3 separate regions of the Mus musculus genome follow, and all the other regions are linked to region 2. Evidence: chromatin contacts called from public HiChIP or PLAC-seq data. All regions are on one chromosome and are shown on one strand. Each heading gives the region's core, a stretch centred on a gene start, on an enhancer-like site or on the middle of the called end of the contact. The rest is flanking DNA. Distances are from core to core; before and after follow the strand shown. Region 1 overlaps Zfp592 (zinc finger protein 592). Region 2 holds the start of Alpk3 (alpha-kinase 3). Region 3 overlaps Alpk3 (alpha-kinase 3).

What was found. HiChIP or PLAC-seq counts read pairs in DNA pulled down with a chosen protein or histone mark.
Region 1: a contact with region 2 is called in an H3K27ac HiChIP or PLAC-seq map of embryonic stem cells, with 18 read pairs. The contact joins the enhancer-like site here to the promoter of Alpk3 in region 2. A contact is called at or near these places in 1 of 39 promoter capture datasets (macrophages), 1 of 15 datasets of contacts at CTCF or cohesin (the NIH/3T3 cell line), 3 of 484 Hi-C or Micro-C datasets (the G1E-ER4 cell line, embryonic fibroblasts and embryonic stem cells), 8 of 115 datasets of contacts at active chromatin or transcription factors (embryonic fibroblasts, embryonic stem cells and intestinal villus epithelium) and 2 of 9 other capture datasets (adipose tissue and pancreatic islet).
Region 3: a contact with region 2 is called in an H3K27ac HiChIP or PLAC-seq map of embryonic stem cells, with 9 read pairs. The contact joins the enhancer-like site here to the promoter of Alpk3 in region 2. A contact is called at or near these places in 4 of 39 promoter capture datasets (the C10 cell line, embryonic stem cells, frontonasal cranial neural crest and 1 more), 2 of 484 Hi-C or Micro-C datasets (embryonic fibroblasts and embryonic stem cells), 7 of 115 datasets of contacts at active chromatin or transcription factors (double positive thymocytes, embryonic stem cells and heart atrium) and 4 of 9 other capture datasets (adipose tissue, embryonic stem cells, liver and 1 more).

The regions. Positions count from the first base shown.
Region 1 is chr7:81,018,890-81,021,589 of GRCm38.p6, reverse strand. All of the region lies in intron 2 of Zfp592 (zinc finger protein 592), which reads right to left. Among named protein-coding and RNA genes, the nearest start is that of Zfp592, 27 kb to the right of the region's middle. Within about 2 kb of position 1,384, at least 7 of the 459 cell types and tissues checked have an H3K27ac peak or open chromatin away from gene starts, as enhancers often do. A contact at or near this core is called in embryonic stem cells, where this site is marked.
Region 2 is chr7:81,056,164-81,058,863 of GRCm38.p6, reverse strand. It overlaps Alpk3 (alpha-kinase 3), which reads right to left and starts at 1,264. Exons shown (of 14, transcript NM_054085.2): 1 at 1,092-1,264. The coding sequence starts at 1,234.
Region 3 is chr7:81,093,115-81,095,814 of GRCm38.p6, reverse strand. It overlaps Alpk3 (alpha-kinase 3), which reads right to left. Exons shown (of 14, transcript NM_054085.2): 6 at 1,631-2,700; 7 at 761-908; 8 at 286-413; 9 at 122-157. The region is part of intron 2 of Gm51490 (a long non-coding RNA gene); the gene reads left to right. Among named protein-coding and RNA genes, the nearest start is that of Gm51490, 17 kb to the left of the region's middle. Within about 2 kb of position 1,269, at least 9 of the 459 cell types and tissues checked have an H3K27ac peak or open chromatin away from gene starts, as enhancers often do. A contact at or near this core is called in embryonic stem cells, where this site is marked.

The sequences.
Region 1 (2,700 bases), core at 135-2,634, 37 kb after region 2:
CTACCCTTGGGAAGATATCCAGTTATGGATAAATAAAATAGCAATTATTTAATCAGGGTCAGCAGACTGCCTCACTGGAATGAGATTAAAGTTTTCAATTGAACAGATATTTGTCTCCTGGACTAGGTGCTGGAGTCCTTAAACAACAGGCAGATCCCAGCATCCGACTGCCAAGCGAACTGATGTGCAGGGCAGCATAACTACGAAGAAATGCTTTGGGACCTTTGCTTCAGACGCTTCCTCCCTCCATTTCTTCCTGCCTTTCAATGCCTAAGGGGAGAAAGCTGAAGAAAGGTGGGACCGATTGGTCCTGCAGTGCTGGGGAAAAGCACACAATGGTCGGGAGTAAACCATTTGCTGGAGCCCAGTGTCCTTCAGAAAAGGACAAGGGTTTGATGAAGAGTTATTACATCAGAGTAAGTAATATTCTCTATAACTTTAATTTTTTAATGGCAATTTTTTGTGGTTTTATTTATTTATTTATTTATTTATTTATTTATTTATTTATTGGTTGTTTTGTTTTGTTTTGTTTTTCAAGACAGGGTTTCTCTGTGTAGCCCTGGCTGTCCTGGAACTCACTCTGTAGACCAGGCTGACCTTGAACTCAGAAATCCACCTGCTTCTGCCTCCCAAGTGCTGGGATTAAAGGTGTGTGCCACCACGCCCGACTTTAATGACTATTTTTAATGATGGTTTTGAAACACTAACTTTTAGTCCACCACCCACTAAAGGTAGTGGAAAAGAAAGGATACAGGAAAGGTAGACCTGTTTAGAAATGGTTCTTTGAAACAACTCCAGTCTGTGTTGTCTGAAAATTGGCAGTTTAGTTCACAGGTTAGCAGCAGCAGCTCGATCCACTCGTAAACACTTAACTGAAATATTAGCAGTCCAGTTTGGTAGAGTGGGGTTAGCACCAACGGTGGCAAGACCTAGCAGGAATAGCCAGGCCTCAGCCTCGGCTAGAGTCAGCAGGAGGGACCAGCGCCAATAAGAACGCCAGGAAAGTTCTCTGCTCTGCCTCCCTTCACTGAGGGAGCACAGATCAGTGAAGACGTGAGAGCGACAAGCGTCCGCTACCTAAGTAAGCCAGGATCCGCCCCCCATGTTTGTCCTTTTCATATTCCCCCTTGTCTCAGCATGTGACTTGTTTCGGCTGACTTCACTCTGCCAATCAACCCGAGTCCAAGGAAGTAGTAAGAAACTGTAGCACACCACCAAAGGTTTTTTGGTATGTTTTTACAAACATAGTTCAACTATGTAATGTAAGGTAGAACAATATGTGCCTGTTGATAGCAAAGAATCTTTCATCATATGTCCTTCTGCATGCTTGTTTTAGTAAAACATCATTTTACCTGTCTGTGTTAGTGAAACATTCTTTCACAAGTGTCTTAGCCTTTCATCTGAGTCCATTCTAACTAAACATTTCTTCACATGTTTGCCCCAGCAAACACCATCCAACACAAATGACTTTCTAAAAAACCCTTAAGTTTCCGCTTCAGTTCTCCCACAGGAATTCGTCATGGGTTTGCAGAAAATGATCAGACATAAAATATATTTGCTAGAAGTCAGTTAGCTAGTACAGGAGTGCTAGTGTGTACCTACAGTCTCACCTCTCGGGAAGGCTGAGGTAGGAGATTAAGAGAAGGCTAGCCTGAGCTATAGCAAGACTTCATCTCAAAAAATAACAAAACTGCGGGCATGGTGGCGCATGCCTTTAATCCCAGCACCTGGAGGCAGAGGCAGGTAGATTTCTGAGTTCGAGGCCAGCCTGGTCTACAAAGTGAGTTCCAGGACAGCCAGGGCCACACAGAGAAACCCTGTCTCAGAAAAAACAAAACAAAGATAGGTGTGGTGGGTGGGTGGAAGCTGGAGGGTCAGGAGGTCAAGGCCAGTTGCAGTTATGTCTGAGGTCAGCCTGAGCGCTACAGGAGAGCTTGCTTCACAGTTCTCTTTCTTAGCAGGGCAGTGGTGTCGCACTTTAATCCCAGAATTCTAGAAGCAGAGACAGATCTTAAGTCAAACCCAGCATGGTCTATCTACAGAGTGAGTTCTGGGACAGCCAAGACTACACAGAGAAACCATGTCTCAATAAATAAATAAATAAATAAATAAATAAATAAAGTAATACTCCCAAGTGTTACAGAGTTTTGGTAAAAATCATATATAAGTAATAATTTATGTGACCTGTTAGAAGAGCAATTTAACAATACATAAGCAAAAACTACAATTACAACTTCCTCTAGGATCTACTAGTTTTTCTAGGAACTTTTACCAAATACTTTAGTAAGGAATAAAAAACATCTTAATTTTGAATGGATTCTCACCAAGTGTAACTGACCAATTAGAATTCTTTAAAAGATAAAAATAATATATAATTTTATACGACTATAGCAAAATTAGAAGGTAGAATTTCTTGCCTTTAGCAAAATCCTACATTAAAACATAGCAACTGAACACCATAGGATCTGAGTGAATATACACCATATGGATACATACATGTCCATTTGTGCACATGGATGTGACTGTCATTTCTAGATAACTACAAAAAAAATAAAAAGATGTTAACTCACTGACCAATTCTAGTATCAAGTTTAATGCTTTCATAAGTTCCCTAAAATGATGGATCTCAACCCATGGGATTATCTGCTATGCTTTGGATCTTAAATATCTCCCAAGGATTGGCATTTTGAAAGCTTGGTT
Region 2 (2,700 bases), core at 15-2,514:
CCAAGGTCAATAGGACTCTGACGATCCAGGAAGTGCCCAGGGCTTCTTTTCCTGACTGTCCTTCGAGCCTGTATGTATTTATTCTCTCTCTCTCTCTCTCTCTCTCTCTCTCTGAGCGGAGAGCAGAAGTCTGTAAATAGTGTCTCAGAGAAGCAAGTTACGCAAGCTAAATTTTGGTGCTAAGAAGTAACAGCCTACTCCAAGGCCCACCCTGTTACATTTCCTTTTGGAAAATGGGCTCAGGAGCAGAGGGAAGCTGAGCTGCCCACAAGGGGCAGGAAGTTCCTGTCTCCGTGTCTCCAGGGCGATGCACTTGTTCTTGGGTGTCTGCATCTTGTTCTTAGAGTGTCTTTTGCAAGGCTTGCCTAGTGTCTGTGTATCCTTTGCAACTAGGGATAACCTAGCTCCTAAAACAAAGCCTTCCAATGTCTCTTTCTGCAAGGCCAATAAAGGGTTCACCAGTCCCACCCCTCCTGTGCCAGTTCAACCCCTACTGGGTCCCACTGGGCAGGGCAATTGACTCCTTCTGAGCTTCAAGCCACAGATCCTCCCTAGATCCCCAGACAAGGCCAACAAACAGCCACCTCCTGGCACCTTCCTCTCAACCAGACACAACACAGTGCAGGAAGGCCAAAGCCCTAGGCCCAGGGGAGGAACTTCAGTTATCACAAGGCCGATCTCGGACTCTAAGCTAAACAGCCTCTAATGGCTCCCCCCACACCCATCAACCAGCAGTCCCCTCCTTTGAAGCCTGAGGAATTTCAGCCACTCTGGATCCCCTTATCACTAACTGTGGAATTCAGCCCTGGGGTTAGCTTGGTGTGGGCGAGGGAGATAAGGAAAGGGCCCCTGTAAAATCACTCCAAACTATGGCCTTTCCCCTCTTGGGCCACACATTTGAAACCCTGGGGCCCTCAAGGGACCAAAAGGGTACCAAGAGGGTCCTCAGGGCCTTAGGGTTGAGAAAGTTTGAGGGCCCCGGTTTTACCCAGGCCTCCAGATTTCAGAGTGCTTTTGAGAGCCTGGCCACACCCGGCCACCACCCAAAGGACAGAGCAGCCTGGGGCAACCCAGGGCCCTGGGCGACTCACCTAGCCTCTGGCCGCACGCTAAGCAAGTAGCTGCGACTGGCTGGGCCGGGCGTCCACACCGGCCCGTCGTCCTCGCTATCTCCACCAGCTCCTGCTCGACCACCCAGGCCCCAGCCCCGGCCCGCGGCCCTCCGCGACCCCATGGCACCGCAGCCCCTGCCTCCAGCCCCGGCTCCTGCCCGACTCTGACGCGCGCCCCTATTTATAACCCGGGGCTGCTGTCACCTGCTGCTGTCCCTCCCCCGGTTTAGGCAGCTACTCAGCCTAACCCGGGAGCCAGGGAGGCCTGCAGAGAAACTCCGTGAATGCCGACCCAGAGACAGAAAGAAAGGGTCCTTAGAACCCCAGCCTCCTCACAACTTTCTTCTGGCTTTCTTTCAGTTTTTAGAGAAACAAGTAGAACGAGGGTAGAGAAGAGTTCCTAGGGGAGGAGAGCTTAAGATAGATCCTGAAAGGGGCCACACTGACAGCCACCAGCCAGTGGTCTGTGGGCCACTACTTAAGACATACTCTGTCACCTCTATCAGTGACCTCCCTCTATCCAAAGGAGCCCAAGATTCCTGGGTATACATTGTGTGTCTCCCCCAAACCCTTAGCAGTATCTAGCATAGATTAGTGGTTCATCAAAGGCTTCTAGAATAATCCAACCTCTTCCATCCCTTCAGGCTCCATTTCCTAAGGTCAGAAAATGGGCCAAGTCCTAATGCTTAGAAAAACGATTCTATCCTTCACCGTTCCCAGAGCAAGCTGCTAAGCACAGCTTAAACCTGGCGCTTAGTTTTTGGGAGTGACCACAGTGGGTTTATCTGTCCCTGACCACAGACCTAACCTGGGCCAATCAAAGGTCTTCACCGAAATATTTGTTTATTCTCTCTCTCAGTCCTGGCTTCAAGGCAATTGCTGAGACTACAGGTGTGTGCCTTCATTCCTGACTTACCAAAACACTCTTTAAAAAAAAAATGCATTCCCTATATTTTCTTTTCTTTCCTGCCTCTAAGCTCTCCTTTGCTCTCCTGCTCACTCTATTTCAATTTCATGGCCTCTTTTTCTTTAATTCTTGTTACAAATATTTCTTTAATTGTTGTTACACCACACACACACACACACACAACCTGCCCAGTCTGTATAATGTTACGTGTGTGTATATCTTCAGGCTGACCGTTTGGTACTGGATAACCAGTTGGTCTGCTTCCCCTTGGGGAAGACTGTTTCTCTGGCTCTCAGCATTCCTTAATTGCCTATAGTTATTTGTTTAGGTTTGAGGCCCTGTGAACTTTCCCTGTTCCATGACAGCACGGTTACTTGTATCATCCCTCATCAGGTCATGTTTAGGCAGCATGTCTAGGTGTTGGTGAGACTTCATGTATATAATTTCTGACATTTCTAGGAGATACACTGTTACCGAAACTTCTTGTTTCTACAGTCTTCCCCCTTTCTCTTCAACAATGATCCCTGAGCCTCGGGTGGAGGAGTTGTGTTGTGAGCACACGCCCCCATTCATCTTTGTTCTTGAGTCTTCTGAAGATGCATGCCTTAAGATCCCTCTAGCTTCAGTACCAGCTTTTAAATATTTACCAACTGGGGTCACATGATCTCAGGCCTCAAAGAG
Region 3 (2,700 bases), core at 20-2,519, 37 kb before region 2:
CTGGCAGCAAAGAGGAACAGCATGCAGACTTAGGGAGGATTGTATGCCCCTAAGGACAGAAACCCTGCCAAGGGTGGGCCACGGCATGAAGACATGCCCCCCTACCAGAGGGCCAACATACCTTCACCTTCCTCTCTGGAGATGAAGCCGGACAATACTATGTGGAGAAAAAGAGAGTGCTACTGTCTTCAGGCTGTCTATTTGGGCAGAGCCCCATCCCTGCACAGCACAGCGCTGCCTCCCACAATGCAAGGCCAGGCCAGCTGAGATCCACAGAACACTCACCCTCGGGGCTGAGGCAGAAGTCAGTGGACGCTGAGCCATGCTCGTTTTGGATGGTACAGCGATACACACCACAGTCCGTGGGAGACGCCTGCACGATGGCCAAAGCCGCTGGCCCCTCGTCCCCTGCACTGCAGAGAGCGGAGACCCTTCTCGTGAGGGTCATCACCCAGGGCCTTCGACCCAACTCTCACAGGCTGCTGGGAACCCAGGCTCTGGGAGCCCTGGGAAGGTGGTGAGAGGTTCCAGGTCAGAAACCGGTCCTCAATCACACAGGTGACACTTACTTGCTGTGTGACTTGAGACCCATGATTTAAGACCTCTGAGTTTCAATTTTCTGATCTCCACTTGAAATAAGAGACTCACTCACTGGGACTAGTGTGAGGACAAAATGAGGGGACGGGTTCAAGATGCTAGTCCCCAACATGACTGTAACTGCGGAGCCCGGGCAGGTGGCGGTGCTCTCCAGACAGCTTACCTCCTGTTCACTTCGCCCACTGGGTGCTGATCCTTCGCCCATGTCAAGACTGAGTCACTAACAATGTTGAAAAACTGGCACCAAAGCTTCAGACTACCAGAAGAATCTGGAAACTGTTCCACCCGAATTTTCCGGATCACCTGTGGGGCTGAGAACAGGAGCCCTGTTACAAGACAGAAGCCGACCGACTCCTACCACCCTTGCCCTCTCGGGTCACACCCATTGCATCCTTGGGTATCCTTAGGGAACAGCCTGAGCATTATAAGGTGCTTGTGCTGGAGAGCACGTACCTTAACCAGGGTGGGAGGCAGGGAGACAGGACATAGGGACTCAAGGCTAAGCACGTTCACAGAGACAAGCAGTCAAGAGAGGCTTTTGCATTGGCTGTTGCATTCTCTCTGAACCTGCCTCTGAGTCTTATCTTGGCTGTGGGATCACCATGGAACAAGTCCATAAAGGCAGAGGTGATGGTGGGGCCCCGGAGGCCCCTGAAGCCAAGGCCTGTGCTGAGCTGGGCCTTTGTTTGCATGCTTTGTTCCTGTTTGATCTGGTTTTCAGACAGGGTCTCCCTGAGTAGTACAAGCTGACCTTGAACTTTCAGCCTCCTGCCTTAGTTTCTGGAATGCTGAGAGCAAAGAAGGTCCAACAATACCTGGCCCTCCCTTCACTAGATCTCTCCCTGGCCTTTACCCCTGACAGTGCCCCGTCACTGTCACCTCCCTTCCTGGCGCTCTAGGCCCCTCAGATAGCTCCTGCAGTGCTGTTTCTCAAGGAACTACTGCCTCTTAGCAGGGAGGTGCCCCTCACAGGGTGGTACTCACAGTAGGGCCCTGTGTTGACAGCTTCCCCTGCCCCGCTCCTGGCACTCACCTTTTAGCAGGTCCTTAGCTTTCCTTTGCTTGGCCAGAGCTTCCTGCTTGCCTTCATCCACCGCAGGCTCTGAGTCCAGGCCACTGTCTTTGGATCTGGAGACCAAGTCTCCAGTTGCAGGCTCTTCTTCTGCGCCAGGCACCTCTAACATGCTGGCTTTTCGGGCCTGGGTAGGGGACCGTCTCTCCCGCCCTGGAGTCCCTGGTGACCCAGGTGTCAGGCCCTTCCTGGGTCCCCGGGGGGAAACCGTGGGGCTCTCCCTTTCTTCAGCCTTGTTTGCCTCTCCATCTGACCCTGCTCTGACCTTAGGGAGGAACCTCTTCCTCCGGGCCCCCAGAGCCAGTTCCTCGGGTGTAGCTGCAGGGAGACCCGTCAAAGCCTCCCCTGGCATTGCTTCTTCTTGGCAGGGCTCCTGGGTTCTGCTTTCCACTGTGTGCCCCTCCACTTCCCCTAGCAGTCCCTTCTTGTCACTTTCCTGCGAAGTCCTCTCCTCGGAATCCTCTCCCGCAGATCCTTCCTCACCCACCACAATGGCAGGGATGGTGAGGGGGGTGGGGCACGGGCCCCGAGAGCACTGGGCAGCAGCCAGAGCCTGCTGGCCAGCCTGTACCTCACGGTCCAGAAGGCCAGTAAGGCGGCGGGAGGTGCAGGGGCTCAGCAACAGGGTCTGTGCACTCTGCACTAAGTGATTGTTCTCCACGCGTTCCAGGATTCGCCTCGACGTCCTGGGACTCAGCCCAGCCACCTCCATGGTGGGGACCAGAGTAGAGGAGGAGGTTAAGCCCCCGGTGTCTGCCACTTCCTGGGACTCGGCCCTGGCTTCACTTGTCTCTGGACTGGATAGCTTCAGCAGCAGAAGCAAGTAGTTCTTCAGGGAATCTATAAGGCCAGGGTCACAGCTCCGGGTACCTGAGGACCTCCCGTCCACATTTGGCTCCTTGGCACAGGCTCCCTCACTGCTAGTAGCCATGGCTTCTGGTGGGTGACTCTGAGTGGGGGACCCTGGCCCCAATTGCAGAGTGGGAGCAGAACTCGGAAAGTCCTGGTCCCTGGAGGGGAGGGGGACATCT